Regions from separate parts of the Mus musculus genome. Here all the other regions are linked to region 1. The links are chromatin contacts, called in public targeted proximity ligation maps. All regions are on one chromosome and are shown on one strand. The core of a region is the stretch at or near the end of the contact, and the rest is flanking DNA. Distances in the headings are between cores, read along the strand shown. Region 1 holds the start of Rbp4 (retinol binding protein 4, plasma). Region 2 holds the start of 4931408D14Rik (RIKEN cDNA 4931408D14 gene). Region 3 holds the start of Tbc1d12 (TBC1D12: TBC1 domain family, member 12). Region 4 holds the start of 1700122C19Rik (RIKEN cDNA 1700122C19 gene).

Region 1 (2,533 bases), core at 11-2,510:
TCCCAAACTTTAGGGAACTTTGTTGGGAGTTCTCAAAATCCTGCCTTGCATATGAGTATTTAAGGAAAGGAGACTATTGCTTCCAGAACACTGCCTGGCTGGGAGTCCACCGGGAGGGGCCTGGGCTGTGACCCAGCTCAGACACATAGTTCCCTCCTCTTGGATATCGGTCTCTAGCTCTGCCGATGTTCCAGATTGTCCTACTGTCTCAGAGATTCCACTCCAAGAGACAGAGTGGAGTGGTAATGTGTGAGACAGCGTGAAGTAAGTCACAGTGGATGATCAGGGAAATGGTACCCGATAAGCCCAAAGGCCCTTCCGAACTTGGATTAGGTATTTTAGGCTGAGAATCCAGTCGCTTCTAATCCCACATCCCCTAAATTCAGACAGGGCTGAGGGTTCTGCCTCTCGAAGCCCTTCCCAACGGTGCCGCTGAACAGAAACGCAGTGATTTGGCCATGTATGCCCCACTACTCACTTCCTCGCTGGAGAAAGGAGGCTACACCCCAGTACTTCATCTTGAACTTGGCAGGATCTTCAGTGTCTGTGAAAGTGCCCACCATGTCTGCACACACTTCCCAGTTGCTGCAAAAGCCAAGAGAATCCTGAGCCAAGCCAGGAAAGGGCTTCTACCTCATCCAAGGTACTCTTTTCCCATCCCAGTGAGGGTTGGGCTCCCAGGGAGCCAAAGGCAAGGTGGGAGGCACTTTGGAACGCCGCACACAGCCCACCAGAGGCCACTGACCTCAGAAGACGGACTCGTCCCTTGGCTGTGGCGCTCATATGACCCTTCTCGTCCACAGAAAACTCAGCGATGATGTTGTCTTGCAAAAAGAGACCCTCGGGGTCCTTTTTGGCGATGGCATACCAGAGCCCAGAGAACTGAGAAAGAGATGAGAGAGCTAGGGACTGGAGTCTGGGCTCCACCTCTGACCCGCAGGAATCGGGGAACCCGGGCTGATACCTACACGAGCCTTGTCGAAGTTCTCCTTGACTCGGAAGCTGCTCACCCTGCAGTCGCGCTCGGCGCTGCCGCCTCCCAGAGCCGCCAGCAGCACGAGCGCCCACACCCACTCCATCTCACCCCGGAGTCTGCCCTGCGGGACAGGCGCAGGGTAAACGCGGGGCCGGAGGACCGAGGCCGCCCGTCGCCCCCTCCCGCCCCACCCCGCCCTGCAGGTCCCCGGGGGAGCGCGCGGCGGCTCACCAGCAGGAGCCGCGTGCAAGCCTGGCCGCCGCGTTCGCGCGCGCGTGGAGCGACGGAGCCGAGCGGCCGTCGGTCCTTTATAGCTCCGGGGGGAGGGGGTCGCGCTTTCGTAACCGCGCGGGGTGAAAGACCGCGGGGAGGTGCCGGGGGCGGGAGGGGGGGGGGCGGCCGAGCTTGCATAACGCTCCCTGACTCACTCCTGAACGCACGCGGGGCCCCTCCGTCAGCCTTGCCGTCCCACGTCGCCTATGCTCCGAGCTCCGCTCAGGGTGGTCTCGGTGGAGCCAAACTCTCCAGCCCAGAGGATCCATCGGGGCCAAGAGCTGGCCCGGGGACCCAGCGGCAGCCAGCTGCAGTCTTGGGTGGCCTCCAGGTCCTGTTGCCCTGGCTGGAGGCCTACGTGGCCATGGTGTGGTGATGGTGGCCTCACTGAGCGAAAAGGGACCTATGATGTAGCCTGGAACATTAGCGTCCAGGCCCTGGCTTTCCCAAGTGGCCCCTGCTTCTACTGAGGAGCTGTTGTGAGAAGCTTTTTGGCATATTTTGGCTGTTTTTTTTTCCCCCTTTGAGAAAGGGCATATTTTACTCTTTGATGAGTTGTGGTGCTGTTTGGGTCAATATTTATTCTTTCATTTCATCATCTTTAGAAGGACTAAACCGCTCCCTGTTAAATATTCTCTAGAAACGCAACCTGGTCAGGACAGGAAATATTTTCTCAGCGCCAATGGCCGAGTGGTTGATCGTCCACTTCTCTTGCCACACTCCCCTGAAACCACACTGAAAAACATAATTGCCAAGTGTTTACCATGCATTTTTATTTCTAAGCCATATTAGGATTTATTTATTTCCAGAACAGCGAGGAAAACTGGCTCAGGAAGAGAAAAAGGAGAGGGAAAGAATTCCATAACCTTAATGGTAGTAGCCAAAAAAAGCTGTTGAAGGGTTGATTTTTTTTTTTTTTTTTTTTTTTTTTTTTTTTTTTTTTTTTTTTTTTTGCCTATGGCACGATATAACTCTACATTTCCCTCTGTATTTGGAGTTTGCGATCTGTCAAACTGAACCTAGCAGTTAAAAGGAGGAAGATTTCGACCAAATGAGATTTAGTGGGAAAAAAAAAAATTTTTTTTGACGAGAAAGTATTTGTGTCTCCATTGCCCAAAGTCTGAGCATATGAGAGTACATTGACCACTCTGCCATAGCTATATAAGAGGAGATGGGGAAAGGAGGAGAGACAGAGACGCCACAGAAAGAACTAAGTTGCCATTTCTTTCAACAAGCACCTTAGCCATGCCTGGCAACCTTGCAGAGATACCTGCGGCCTCCTTC
Region 2 (2,533 bases), core at 19-2,518, 860 kb before region 1:
GTTAGAGACATGACTTAGGCTTAAGAAAACACACACTCTCTCACATACACATGTACACACATACACATACACATTCATTCATACAATATACTCATTCATATATATATATATATATATATATATATATATATATATATATATACACGCACATAGTTAAATATACACACTCACAATACACATAACACATTCATACACACTAACTCATATGTGTATATGTATAGTTACATATGCATACTCTCACATATTCATAACACAGTATACATTCATACTCATACATATATACACACTCATACACAAGCATTTACTCATATACTCACTCATATACACATACTCTTTTTTTATACACACATACACAATACACACTCATATACACAATTTAAATAATAAATATATTTATGAAATTGAAAGAGAGAGGTTAAGTCAGCAAGGTGTACCTGCAATTTTTTCCCCTGCTGAGTACTTAAAAGCTCTGAACAGCAGAATGGGGAGGGAGTCAGTCAGTCAATTGAGAATTCATGTCTGATCCCTAGCACACACACAAATCAGGCCTGGTAGCACACACTTGTAACCCCAGTGCGGGCAAGGCAAAGGCAGGACAGTCCCTAGGCTTTGGTGGCCAGCCAGCCTATCCTTCTTTGTGAGCACCGTTTCAAGAGCAAGATAGATAGCTCCTGGAAAATAATATCCAAGGACGACTTCTGCCGCCCTCCCTCGCCCCCCCCCAGCCCCCCCCCCCCACACACACACTGAAGGGATGAACAAGGACTCACTGCAAATAAGATTTACAGTGATACAGGTTACAATGCTCACTGCACGGGCAGACCATTGGAGATTTACTCTCCCAAGTGACGACTCAGCAAAGCTCTGGACTTCAGGGCCTCAGTCACCCCTGCAGGCAGCAAGGCTGTTCTGAAAAGAAGAGAATCCATAAGTGCCTAGGCGCCTAGCCACGCCCCATTCCCACAAACCCTTGTCTGCTCAGCATCCTGGATGGTAGCAGGTAATTTCGGTGTGGCTTTCAGGCTACCTTTACTGTTTCTGATTTCTTGTAGAAGTCCACATTGCAATTCCTTTCTGGGTGGCGGTTTGGTAACGTATCAGAATCCTTAACCGTGGTTGTTAGGCGCGAGGACCCACAGCTTCGTGGCTGTCCTGGGCTTCTCTGACCTCAGCTCCAGCTTCGAGGGACTCCGGGCTGACCCAGAGTTTGCCAGAGCTGCAGGAGGTGTTGGATCACTCAGAGAAGATGTTTGTGCAAAGCGAAAGTCTACTGAAAACTGCTCAACAAGGCACTGGACGCTATGGTCAAAGTGCACACGGTATTGCCAAACATCAAGAGTTTTGAAGAAGAGCCAACAACAGTTTTGAGCAATTTGGGTGAAGGAGGGCGTTCTTTCTGACTGGACATGTGACCCTTGCCCCTAGTTCCGGGCTGCTGTTCTGTGGATCCAACTCTTGTTTGTAAATCAGCCTCAGAGGCTGAAGATGTCTGTCTGCCTCCCAGAGGATGGGCGACTTCAGGGATAGGACTCAAAGAGAGCAAGCTCCGAGCTTCCAGGCACAGAGCCAGCTGGTGCAAGGAAAACGACCAGGGGCAAAAAGGAGCACCACACAAAACAAACGCAGTCTATTGTCCAAAAAGACCTACAGTCATTAATATGATCAAGCTGAACAGCAGGGAGTCAAAATAGCCAAGGGAACAGAAAACCATTTAACAAAAACACAAAAAAGGCTCAATCCATTAGCGCTCAATACTCCAGCAACGCACCAGACAGTAATCGACCTATCAGAGAGAAAATGCACAAAGCCAAGTGGAACCTAGCCAGTCCTAGCCGGTGCCGTTAGTCATCTGGATCTGTTGACATTTGAAGAACACTCATCCGACAAGTATGGGTGAACATCACTCTCAAATTCAGATAAAATATTCGCTGAGGTTACATTCCAGACTGAAAACCACACTTAAACAAGCTTAAAAACAAAAGCCCTAGAAAATAGGCGTCGGCATCTGGCATGATAACACTCACCTCTCATCCCAGCACTCAGGACTGTGAGCTAGAAGCTTGGCCTCTAGCAAGCCACTATCTGGAAGCAAACAAATGCATGATCTTGGAGTTGAGTGAAATTAAACTAAGAATAGTGGAAACATTGCCGGGAAACCTCTAAATATTTGACAAATGCACGCTATATTTCTAAACTGGTGACACATGCTGTTAGACCCAAATACTTGCCAGCAGAGGTAGGAGGATTTTTTTTTTTTTTGAGTCCACAAAGTCCAAGGTCATACTAGACTAGGCTTACCATCTTAGAATTGCAAAAAACAAAAGGCACATCACCACCCAAAACAAACCAAAATGAATTTATTTCTAAATGTCACATAGGTCAAAGATGTCTCAAGAGAAACCTGAATATTTTTTTTTTAAGATTTATTTATTTATTATATGTAAGTACACTGTAGCTGTCTTCAGACACTCCAGAAGAGGGCGTCAGATCTTGTTACAGATGGCTGTGAGCCACCATGTGGTTGCTGGGATTT
Region 3 (2,533 bases), core at 25-2,524, 710 kb after region 1:
TAGCCAGGCCGGTTACCAGAGCATCCCAGGGACTGCCTCTCCAATGTTAGCTGTACAAGGGCATTCTACAAAGTGGCTTTTTATGTGAGTGCTGCGATACAGGAAAGGTCCTCATGCTTGCATGACAACGTGACCAACTGAGCTATCTTCCACCTTTCAAAAGATCTTGATAATAAACGCTTTTACTGCTTTGTTTTGCTAAGTATTCCATTCTATTTCTATACTTGCTTTCAGAGGCATTTGTAGAATGAATGGTCTCTAGTTACTGCATTATCCTACTACAACAATGTCTATTTGGGCCTTTTACAACAACTTCATCTCTTCTGAAATACCAACACTATTGGGTCTCTGCCCTATGCTCATTCTTCTATGGAGGTAGAGTCACTTGATATCCCCCGACCCCCTTTGTGGCTTACATAAATGGCCCCTTCGACCAAACCAGAACTTTAACCCAAGTTTATAACTCTCACTATGTTAGTTAATTCCAATGTCTTTCCCCAATCCAGTTTCCTGTTTCTTCACACCACAGCAATCTCATAGCCTTGTTATTCCTGGCTGCTCTCCTATCACTCCTGTGGCTAGTTATTATGTCTTGCGATTCACACATTAAATACATTTTATTTCCACTAAACGGTCATTATATCTTAATCCATTACCACAGGTTGCTGCAGTTATTTTTTTTAATATTTATTTATTATATGTAAGTACACTGTAGCTGTCTTCAGACACTCTAGAAGAGAGCATCAGATTTCGTTACAGATGGTTGTGAGCCAGCATGTGGTTGCTGGGATTTGAACTCAGGACCTTTGAAAGAGCAGTCGGCAATCTTAACCACTGAGCCAAACAGTCCTTCTCGCCCTGGCTCCATTTCATTTCCGTACCCAGGTGACACGACAACCAACAACCAACGTGTTAAAAAGTGTTAGGAGATCAGACTTTGGTAAACATGGAAGACTAAGTGGAAAAGATAGGTAAGGGGCTGTCATGTGGACAACGAAGCCCTGAACGGTTCCAGGAGTTCTTCACTGCTGTTAGAGAAGGTAAAAACTGTCAAGACAGGAGCACTTAAACTAACTTCCTTAGTTTCCTCTCACAAACAAATCGCCGTCAAGTGATATGGTTTATGCGAAGTGAGCCTTGCCCTCCCTTAGGCTAAGCACTGTCACCCGGGTGGAGGATCTCAGATTGTCCTCCCGGGTCGCTCTAGCTGCCGTCTCTATGGTTCGGGGACGCGCCGGGTCGCGGGCAGGCCCGGCCCCGCTGGTGCGCGTGCGCGATCCCAGCGCGTGCCCGGCCTCCGGCAACTGCCCCGGCCGCCGGGTGGGAGGGGTGGGTCCGGGGACGTCGCGGCGGCCGTGGCCGCGAACCCTGCACGCAGGGCAGTCCTCCTCCGCCGCCTCAGATGATGGGTCCCGAGGATGCCGGAGCCTGCTCGGGAAGGAACGCCGAGCTGCTCCCAGTCCCGGGGCCCATGGGTCAGGACGGGAAGACCGTCCCGGCCACCAGCGGCTTTAGCGGAGGCGCTGTCGCCGCGGAGCCGCCGGAGGAGGCTGGAGAGGAGGAGGCGCCGCCGCCGCGGCAGCTCCTGCAGCGGTACCTCGCGGCGGCCGCGGGCCCGCTGAAGCCCGGGCTCGGCGGGGCGGAGGCGGAGGCGGAGGAGGCGGCGGCGGCAGCAGTCCCCGCGGCGCGCGGCTCAGGCATGACCAACGGAGACTCGGGCTTTTTGCTGCGCCAGGACCGTCGCGGCCCAGAGGAGGCACGTCGCCGCCGAACCTGCGGCCGTCCCTGCCTGCTGGAGCCCGCGGACGAGGGCGTGGACGGTGCGGGTGGCCTGGACGACTGGGCCGCGCCGCTCGAGGACCCGCTGCGGAGCTGCTGCCTGGCGGCCGGGGACACGGACGACCCGGACCCCGCAGCCGCCACCCCTGCCGGGAGGGCCGTCGAGAGCGCGGAGCCCAGCCTCGGCCTCCCCGACGCCCGCTTCGGCTCTCGGAACACGTTCGAGGTGAGCCGCCGTCAGAGCGCCGGCGACCTCCTGCCCTCAGCGGGGCCGTCCGCACCCTTGCCAGCGGCAGAGCAGGGTCCCGGGGGCACCACGGCTCGGGCTCGACGGAGCGGTGGCTTCGCGGATTTCTTCGCCAGGTATCACACTGGCCGCGCGAGGGGCTTGGGCGGGGCCGGGAACGGGCTGCCTTCCAGCGTACGGAACAGGAACGTCGGGACTCAGCTTTGATCTGTCGCTAGGGTAGGGGGACCGGATGGCTTTGTGAGCTCCGGGCCTGGAGCCAGGATTGGTGTTACTCCGTCCCCAGGAAGCGTTGTGCTTCCAGGTCTGACCAGCCTCCCAATACTACACATTCAGTTTCTTCATCTGGAACATCAGATAACCACTGCCCTATTATTTTTTTGTAATTGTATTACTAGGATTTGGACTGGGCGGGCGGCAGTGTGTGGTGTAGAAGTCTGTGAAGTTTATTTGCTTGGAGTCTAAGCCCGTTCCATTAGTTTGGGGATTCGAGGTTTTTTTTTAAAA
Region 4 (2,533 bases), core at 10-2,509, 660 kb before region 1:
AGGTAAAATAAACCTTTTTATCATTTTATTTTATTTTATTTTATTTTATTTTATTTTATTTTATTTTATTTTATTTTTAGACAAGTGCAGTTATGGCTGTCCTGGAACTTGTTCTGTAGACCAGGCTGGCCTTGAACTCAGAGATCTGACTGCCTTTGCCTCTGAGTGTGGAAATTAAAGGCGTATACTACTACCTCACCTGGCTAATATCAACATTTCAAAGTTGAAGTAAAAATTTATGCCCACCAATCTTAGATATTTTTCCATTGACTTAGTACAAGGGGACCAGAGCCCAAGAGGTGGGGCCTGGAACTCATTATGTGGACCAGACTGGCCTGAAACACGCAAAGGTCTGCTTGCAGGGATTAAAGGCCTGCACCACTCTGCCCAGCGTATGTTCTGTTCTTAATCCACCCCTTTCAGCCTTGCTACACATCAATGACTCTTAAAGATGCCGCCGAGCTATCGCTTTTCTGAAACTCCTGATTTTGGTGGTTGATTTTCTGGAATGTCATTGGTGCTTGCTCGAGTCATCTCAGCCCTGCATTAGCTACCAAAGTCAAGTAGTTCTGAGAGGGGCTGTATTTGGAGAAACATGCCAGTACTCCTACCAGCCTACTCCCCTCCCACACCCCTGTGCTCTTGGCTTCATGGAAAGACCTTTCCATTTCCTCTCCTATCTGACGTGAGCAGAGAGGCAGCTTCTAAGAAGGGATATGCTTTACGTCCCAAGGGCCCGCGTCTGGGGCTATACGGGGCTCACATGGAAGATTCAGTTCCTCCCTTGCTTGAACTCAAGATTCTTGGAAGCTGGGCTCCTCCCCTTAGAAAAAGACATCCAAGAGAGTCATATAGTAAAAGGAGGCATACTCTCTTTTAAACAAATTTATCAGTTTACCACAGCATAGTACTGAGTTAGCAGGGTCAACAGGCAGCAGTCACTGTCCTCTGCTGTTTGATTGGCGAGCTACTCTCACTAAGAGCCAAGAAAACCCTTTCTGATTAATATCTTGATAAACTACATCTTGTTGTTGTTTTAGTGTTGCTGCCGCTGCTGTGTGCGCGCGTGCGCGTGTGCGTGTGTGTATTGGGGGGGGGGGTGCTGCTGAAACTCTTTTCATTGAATCTTCCCGGATGGTTGCCCATTTGAGTGGAAAGTGTTGACTTATCTAAAGCGGCATTGATGAGGAGGCTTCTGGGATTTTTATTGTGACGTCACACAACGACCAGCTTTGGTGGTTGCTTCCTTCCCCCCCTTTGAGAAACATGAGGACATTAGGCGAGTGAGCAGGAGCCCTGAAGGCGATGGCAGGAAGAGGAATTGCCAAGGTGAATGGAGTCTGAGAACACTAGTTATTGTAAGGGACAGAGTATGTAAAAACACTGAAAAGCCCTTCAGCGGACAGTCACCATTTTGGGACTTCCCACCCCGGTGAGATCTGGGACTGGACAGCTCTGTTGTAGGGGGCTGTCCTGTGCAGGTAAGGTGTTGAGTCTCTGCCTAGTGATACCAGAAGCTCCCTTTCCACGCCTCCAAGCATGATAAAGATCTTTGCACGCTGTAACACATTCCCTGGGAACAAAGTCTCTAGTTGAGAACCGTTTTCTAGATGTACAATTATGAATCTCAAGCGTGGCTTTCTCTCCAGCTTTGTCCATGGTGTCATTTAAGATGACTGAACTCTGACCGCCTTCAGGGGCTCTTCCTCATGGATGGCTCTGCCATCTGACCTTCTGCAGTAAGATCTTTCGTTTGCACTGTCCCATCCTTAGCTTCTCTTTTTTCTCTTCCTTCTCCTCTTTCTTATTCTATGCACGGAATGCAGCTCTGAGCAACCATTCAAGGATAGCTTAACAATCAATTCAGAGTTCTTTTTCCCTGATGTCATCTGTGACACCTTGAATGAAGTCCAGACAAAATTTTTCTAATCATTTCAAAAGAACATGAATGCTTTATTTCTTATCTGGGGTCTTACTGTTCTGCCTAGGGTAGCCTTGAACTCCCAGGCTCAAGTTATGCTCATGACTCAAACTTCTGAGTATTGGAACTAAAAACATATGCCATTACACCCACAGATTAAGTATTTTTTCATTTGAAACAAAAATCTAAGTTTGAGAAACTTATGAGTTCTGAGAGGCCTTCGGAAGGAATGGCAGAGTCACTAATGCTAACAACAGCTCGGGCGCATGGTACACTCTCTATCGGTGCCACAGGCACAATTCGATCCAGTGCACTCTGTCACTGCTCTGTCAGTGCTTTGTAGTTGAGGGCACAGAGGTTTAATGAAGTGATTTATTCAAGTCTCCAGAGCTGAAGGGGCAGCATGAAGAGTTGAACCAAGGCAGCATGACTCTCGGCTGTACTTCGACACCTCCCTCCCTGCCCCCATCATTTAGATGTAGTCCTTAAGGGATAAAGGGTCACCAAATGAGACCTGAGCACAAGAGGAGGGGTGGCTTTTCAGGAGTTCTAAGAAGGCATTGGCTGAGTCCTGAGGCTCCAGCTTGCAGTGGCTGGCCCTATGCAAATAAC

Evidence for each region.
Region 2: a contact with region 1 is called in a targeted proximity ligation map of pancreatic cancer cells. A contact is called at or near these places in 1 of 39 promoter capture datasets (pre-B cells) and 1 of 130 datasets of targeted methods (pancreatic cancer cells).
Region 3: a targeted proximity ligation map of pancreatic cancer cells shows a contact between it and region 1. A contact is called at or near these places in 1 of 39 promoter capture datasets (hippocampal neurons) and 1 of 130 datasets of targeted methods (pancreatic cancer cells).
Region 4: a contact with region 1 is called in a targeted proximity ligation map of pancreatic cancer cells. A contact is called at or near these places in 1 of 39 promoter capture datasets (hippocampal neurons) and 1 of 130 datasets of targeted methods (pancreatic cancer cells).

What each region holds. Positions count from the first base shown.
Region 1 is chr19:38,123,551-38,126,083 of GRCm38.p6, forward strand. It overlaps Rbp4 (retinol binding protein 4, plasma), which reads right to left and starts at 1,261. Exons shown (of 6, transcript NM_011255.3): 1 at 1,208-1,261; 2 at 969-1,097; 3 at 746-882; 4 at 479-585. The coding sequence starts at 1,079. Gm32440 (a long non-coding RNA gene) reads right to left here. Exons shown (of 4, transcript XR_877843.2): 4 at 2,204-2,533.
Region 2 is chr19:37,262,827-37,265,359 of GRCm38.p6, forward strand. It overlaps 4931408D14Rik (RIKEN cDNA 4931408D14 gene), which reads right to left and starts at 1,269. Exons shown (of 3, transcript NR_040299.1): 1 at 1,028-1,269; 2 at 771-909.
Region 3 is chr19:38,835,305-38,837,837 of GRCm38.p6, forward strand. It overlaps Tbc1d12 (TBC1D12: TBC1 domain family, member 12), which reads left to right and starts at 1,275. Exons shown (of 13, transcript NM_145952.4): 1 at 1,275-2,142. The coding sequence starts at 1,403.
Region 4 is chr19:37,463,995-37,466,527 of GRCm38.p6, forward strand. It overlaps 1700122C19Rik (RIKEN cDNA 1700122C19 gene), which reads left to right and starts at 1,260. Exons shown (of 2, transcript NR_131009.1): 1 at 1,260-1,329.